Regions from separate parts of the Mus musculus genome. Here region 1 is linked to region 2. A link is a contact called in public ChIA-PET data. All regions are on one chromosome and are shown on one strand. The core of a region is the stretch at or near the end of the contact, and the rest is flanking DNA. Distances in the headings are between cores, read along the strand shown.

Region 1 (3,133 bases), core at 21-2,520, 76 kb before region 2:
GGATGGCAAGGAGATGATACGGAATCATAAGTGAAACACCTGGTAAGCGCAAGTTCCCTCTGAGACAGGAGGAAGTTACTTCACATGTCAGAGTCCTGCCCTAAACCACAGCTTCTGTAGAAAACCTGGGCACTTGACTCCTTAAAGGCTGCCTAGAAATGAGGTAGTTTTACGTGAAGAACAGGGCCAAGGCACCACTCCAGGTCTACTGCATTGGGTGTATTTCTGTGGAGTCTCCTCTCAAATACACAGTGGTCATTCCTGACTCTGGCCAGCACACTTCCCAGTCTCCTTAGTTCTTTTATTTTATTTATTTTACTTTTTTTTTTAATGTATTCACTATTGTTCTCTTCAGACACACCAGAAAAGGGCATCAGATCCCATTACAGATGATTGTGAGCCACCATGTAGTTGCTGGGAATTGAACTCAGAACCTCTGGAAGAGGAGTCAGTGCTCTTAACCCCTGGACTATCTCTCCAGCCCAATGATTCAAAGTGGGACCGTTAACAATGTCTACTTGATAGAGTCTAGAACCACCCAGAGACAAAACTGGACGAGCTACTGTGAGGGAGTCTCTCGATTTTGTTGAGGTGGGAAGACCCACCCTGACTATGGATGGCACCATACTCTGGGCTAAGCTCTCTTCTTCCTATTGCAGATGCAATGTGACCAGACTTTTCAGTTTTTTGCCACCCTGCTTTTCCATCATGGCAGACTATATCTTCCAACTGTGAACCAAAATAAACCCTTCCTTAAGTTGGACCTTAGCAATGAGAAAAGTAACTAATATATTCATAAGTATATTTGCATTTTAATTTATTTATTGTGTGTATGTGTGTTGGAGGCCATTAGTACCATGGCGTGCATGTGGAAGTCAGAGGACCATCTGAGCAAGTGGATTCTCTGCTTTCCATGTTGTTGGGTCCCGGGGTGGGGGCAGTGGTTAAATCCAACTCAGACTTCAAGTTTAGCAGCTGGCCCCTTATACTCACTGAGCCATCTTACAGGAACAAAAAAAATAAATAAAAATCTGAAAAATCTGGTGCTCTTAGTAGCACAGATATGGATATTTGGGGATTTGGAGCAACTGCTACAAATTCACTGGTGACTCCAGACCTAGGAACGTTTCCATCCTTCTGAGGAAGAAACCCACACCTACACCTGTCCTAGCTCCGCCTACACCTGGGTAGGGCCTCTCTTCCTCGTCCCTCCTCCACTCAATTTTCATTGGTTATAGGAAGAAACCGGTCCTCCATTGGTTCCTTTGTGAGTGGGAGGAGTCGGGTTGTGTTTCATCTCACCGCTGCAGGCCGAGCTCGGCCGAGGGTACCCGAGAGGGGCCGAGGCCCGCGCAGTAGCGGTACTGAGTAGAGGCTGCCCGACGCGCCCCACCCGGCACCAGGCGGAGCCAGAGATGCTGGCCAGGGCCGAGCGGCCCCGCCCGGGCCCCCGGCCGCCTCCGGTCTCTCTCTTCCCGCCGCCGTCGTCGCTGCTGCTGCTGCTGCTGGCGATGCTGAGCGCCCCGGTGTGCGGCCGCGTCCCCCGCTCGGTGCCCAGAACCTCGCTGCCCATCTCCGGTAAGATGCAGGAACCCTTGTCCTCAGCCCTTCGCACGGTACCCTGCCCTTGCCAGCAGGTGCCCACACCCACCTGCCCTGCTAACTCCAGTGACAGCCATCTAAGGCCCCTCTGCACGGTGCACACCCCTGTGGGACCAAAGCTGAGACTTCTACCCTGCATCTTTCTATCTCATCTCATCCCACCCCACCTTACTCCATCCCACCTATCCCACCCCCAACCTGGCCCTGCACCTCAGCTCCCAAGACACAACCAGGGTGCTCCCGAAGCCCCTCTTTTCATTAGGGTGCAGTCCTTTACCCTGTAGACCTGGATACTGAGGCCCATGGAGGGCCTGGGGTTTGCCCAAGGTTGTCCATTTCAGTCCTTTATCCCTGTTGCCCACACATACACCCACACCCATCACTTCATTTCCAAGCTCCTGCTATTCCCTGTCTTCTTGCTCTTTCATTCTAATGGGTCATCCCTAGCCCAGAATTTCCGCCCTTTTAGCTTCATTCCCCCCACCCCCACGTCATCCTTTTAAATGCCCTCCCACCCTCATCCAGACCTGTATCCCTCCTGCCCACTTTCCTTATGGCTGACATCCATCCTCCGCTATCAATTCACTTTAACTTTAATTCCCCGAATGTCCGCTGCTCCCCCTGCCCATTCCCTACTTTGAGTGCTAGAAAACACTTCAATGAGCCCATTCAAAGTTCTTCACACAAAACAAAGGAGGGGCTGGAGAGATGGCTCTGTTGTTAAGAGCATTTGGCGGCTTTCCCAGGAGATCTGAGTTCTGTTCCCAGCACCCATGTCAGTGGCTTACAACCACCTGCAATTCCAGCTCCGAGGGAACAGGATTCTGTGGTTACTTATAGTGCATATATACAGACACTAATATACATACATACATACATACATACATACATACATACACACACACATTATGTTTAAAGAAACATAAAAATTATATATTTAATAAAACAAGATAGGGTTTAGGTTCTTTATGAAGACATGGAAAAAGCATAAATGGTGCTCACAGTTTAAATACTTTTTGCTGATCTGGACATGAGTGTGGCACGGGGCTTGTTTTCTTCTCAGTGGGTACAAATGACGCCACAACTCACAACTGGGTCACAGAAACTTAAAGCTTATGCTTAGGCCAAATGACATACACGGATGCTGAGTCCAGAAGTCAAAGCTGAGACCAGAACCTCTGGGGTTTCAGTTTGTGCTGAACCCATACCCTACAAAGAGAGTTACAGATGCCAGTCTTCGCTGATATCCAGGGATCCAGAGAGGCCCAGATGGCAAGGCAAAGCAGAGTAGGTAACACAAACGACTTGGTTCTCCAAAGCCAGAGGTGGAGCAAAGGGGAATTCATGAAAAGCTGTTGTGAACTTTAAATAGTTAAGTGTTTTGGATGCTGAAAATGAGTTGAGTCTGAGTCTAGGTGGAATGCATGGGAAGGAAGGAAGGAAGGGAGGGAGGGAGGGAGGGAGGGAGGGAGGGAGGGAGGGGGGAGGGAGGAGGGGGAGAGGGAGGGAGGGAGGAAGGGAGGAAGGAAGG
Region 2 (3,381 bases), core at 290-2,789:
AGCTACCACACCTGGCTCAGCTAGGCGACTTCTAAGTGGAATTTGGAGAGTGTGAGAAAACCCTTTGGGGTTCCTCAGGAAGGAAGAATGTGGTCCTAAGAAGAACTGCCCCCATGGACATGAAGGGCCAGGGTTTGTCAGCTGCATCGATGCCTCCTGTGGAATTTCTGGGAGGTGGAGGTGGAGGTGGGTAGGAACTGCTCCTTCTCAGTCATCCCTGGGGAACCTCTAGAGCTTAGATTATAGATGTTAGCTCTTTTTATCCCTTGGCTCACTCCAAGGCCAGGGCTTCTTCTGCTTCCAGGTTCTCCAGTCTCTGCTAGGGCTGTGAGGTTCCAGTGGAGTGGGAGCCAGTGGCTTCCGGCCTGAAATAAGACAGCTTGGCCCAACTCTGTTTCTGTTTCACTGTGTGGCCTTCAGTTGTTGCTCACTGGATGCTGGGCTTGAGGTTTCCTACCTGGTTTTGATTTTGCCTCTTTGGTTTGGGCTTTTTTTTTTTTAAGAAAAATTCTCCTGCTATTCCCCTGGCTGCCCTGAAACTTACTATGTAAGCCAAGACCCCAGGCAGTTCTACTGCCTCAGCCTCCCCACCAAGTGCTGGAATTACAGGCATAAGCCACCTTGCCAGCTTCCTATCTGTTCAAGAACTCTAAAGATTCTCTCATCTTTGAAGCACATTTTTTTTTTCCTATTGAGACAGAGTCCCACTATGTAACCCTGACTAGCCATGAACTTGCTGGGTAGTTCATGCTGGCCTTGAACTAATGAAGATCCCCCTGACCTGCCTCTGCTGGAATTAAAGGTATTCGCCAATGTGCCTTGCCTAAATCTCCCAGTTTTGAAATGCTGGGATTTTCTTCTTCCTCTCATGCTCACATAAACAACTTTATTTAAACATAGTGGGGCACACACACACCCCTCTCCAAGGTAAGCTAGGGGTGTTGAAATGGCTCAGTGGATAAAGGCAATTTCCAGAAAACCTGGTAAACTGACTTTAATCCCCAGGACCTATATAATGGAGAGAACTGGCTCCTGTAAATTATCCTCTGACCTTGACATTCTCTCTCTCTCTCTTTCTCTCTCTCTCACACACACACACAAACACACACACACACACACACACGTACAAAGTAATAACTAAATATAATTGCTTTTTAAGTAGGAGGGGAAGTCATTAGAAGGTAGGAAGGGTTGAGTGGGAAGGAGAAGGATAGAAATGGGGGTAAAAATGACCAAAATGACCAAAATTCAGTATATGCATTTATGAGCTTGTTAAAGAACATTCAAAACCCACACACAGCTGCTGAGAGTCCACATCTCTCACGCGGACGCTGCTGTGCAGACTGTTGATACTGCTGCTGTCTCAGAGAAGTATTTTGGGGGGCCGGGATTCCCTTCCAGAGGAAGTGGTTAGCTTTGAGTTTACAGGCAGGCAGCCCGCCTGTGCCAGGCCATGGCAGCAGAGGGCTGTGTTGGGCTCCTGGGGCAGGCAGAGGTTCTGGGGAGCTCTGTCTGCTGCTGCTGTGACTCACTGCAGTCCTTGTGATTGTGTAACAGTGAGGACAGGCAACATGACCTATGTGCTTGTGGCTGCCACCGGCCTCTCCCAACCCATGTGCTACATTTTTTTTTTTCCTTCCAGCCTCCTCTGGGATATGTGCTCCCTTTGAGTTCATCTTTGGAACGCGCCTGGCAGTGTGATCAGAAAACAGGTGGGACAGGAACTGTTCCATTAATGGGAGGGAGCCCAGCTCTTATGAGAAGCTGGAGTCAGCATGTGGAAGTCTGCATTACCAAGCCCTGGCTTGCCCTCCTCTGCCATCCTACCCACCAGCGTGCCTCACCCCACCAGGCTCCTCAGGCAGGAAAATCAAATCCCTGAGAAGAGAAGGCCTCACCGATGCACAAAGGGGGATAAAGGGTCAGGATTCTGTGGCTGGGTCAGTGGCCTTTCCAATATTTGGAGCAGAGGGAAGGATATTAAACCCATTTCTCAGATTCGTGGTTGCGCACTCCCATCTCTTAGCCATACCCAGGGAAACCCCAGCATGTAGACTCTTGCTTTCTCCTCATATCGGAGGCTAAAGCCCGTATCCAGGTTCGTAGGTCCCTGAATGCTTTCCCTGGACAGAAGCGTCTCTTTCCACCTACGTTCACAGGCCCTGCCTCCACCCCCACCCACCCCTACAAATAATACACTGCAACGCGAACCAGCATTTGGGAGGCGGAGGCAGGAAGATTAGGAGTTAAAGGTCAGCTGCTGCTACAGGATCCACAACACATACACGGGAGGGTAGGATCAGATCAAGGCCAGCCTGGGCTACAGGAGACTCTGTACATACACAAACAACAATCCCCCCACCTGCCCACCAGAGAGAGAGTGCCGTGAACGCCTCCCCCTTTGGCTCACCCCACACTTGCCCTTTCCCTTTGCAGACTGCTGGACTATGAGTCTGCCCTTTCTGCCTGCGCTCCTTTAGCTGACACCTACATGGTGACCTTCTCGTCACTCAATCCCTGGGTCTTTTTTTAGTCCTCATCCAATTTAACCTCTAGGGACATGTGACACTCGGACCAGCTGCTCCCTCCTCTGTCTCTCCCCTGGCTGCTGTGACCTGTTTGCTTATTCTGCCTGTTTCTGAGGTCCCCGCTGCTCCCACCTCTGGCCTGCCTCTCCCAGACGTCTATACTTGTGTGTGCACCTGTAGGTAGGTAGGTAGATGCTGTTCCCGGCTAAGGATTTAAGTAGCAAAACCACATTACACCGCAGCATAAAATGGGGATCTTGATGGGGGTGATGACAGGATGAAGACAGGACTGGAGCCATAATTAATGGCAAGCTTTGATTTTAAAAGACACGATGAAATCATTAGCTCATCGAACAGATCTGGTCATGTGATTCTGCTTTTCAAAGTCCAGGATGACACACCACTGCCCAATTCCTTCCCTCTGATTCTCCCAGGCTAATCCCACTGAGCTCTCCAGCTCATTTCCTGTTTCTGGGCCTTGATGTAACCTGATCTCTGCTCACTGGGCATGCCTTTCCTCTCAGTCCACTGATAATCCATTTGCTTTTTAAAAGGTCTTTCCAGGGGCTGGAGAAATGGCTGGGTGGTTAAGAGCACTTGCTGTTCTTGCAGAAGATCCAAGTTTGGTTTCTAGCGCTCACACATTGTGTGGCCTGTAAGCCCAGGTGCAGGGGAGCCAGTGCCTCTGACCTTCACAAGCTCCCACACCCATGCATATGCCAACACATAGGAACATATATATATAATCAAAATAAATAAGTATTTAAAATAAAGATGTTTCCAGCATTATTTTAAAGTCTTTCTCACTCTTTAAGACGACTTCTCTCCCCACTCATCTTTCTCTGTCAGTAAC

Evidence for each region. ChIA-PET counts read pairs in DNA pulled down with a chosen protein or histone mark.
Region 1: an RNA polymerase II ChIA-PET map of memory CD8 T cells shows a contact between it and region 2, with 30 read pairs. The contact joins the promoter of Sema4f here to the enhancer-like site in region 2. A contact is called at or near these places in 16 of 39 promoter capture datasets (the 3T3-L1 cell line, 3T3-L1-derived adipocytes, the SN4741 cell line and 12 more), 2 of 15 datasets of contacts at CTCF or cohesin (CD8 T cells and the NIH/3T3 cell line), 3 of 115 datasets of contacts at active chromatin or transcription factors (CD8 T cells, memory CD8 T cells and pancreatic cancer cells) and 1 of 9 other capture datasets (adipose tissue).

Annotation. Positions count from the first base shown.
Region 1 is chr6:82,937,906-82,941,038 of GRCm38.p6, reverse strand. It overlaps Sema4f (sema domain, immunoglobulin domain (Ig), TM domain, and short cytoplasmic domain), which reads left to right and starts at 1,270. Exons shown (of 14, transcript NM_011350.4): 1 at 1,270-1,578. The coding sequence starts at 1,416.
Region 2 is chr6:82,861,804-82,865,184 of GRCm38.p6, reverse strand. No RefSeq gene overlaps it. Among named protein-coding and RNA genes, the nearest start is that of 2310069B03Rik, 18 kb to the left of the region's middle. Within about 2 kb of position 1,539, at least 159 of the 459 cell types and tissues checked have an H3K27ac peak or open chromatin away from gene starts, as enhancers often do. A contact at or near this core is called in 3T3-L1-derived adipocytes, CD8 T cells, the NIH/3T3 cell line and 7 more, where this site is marked.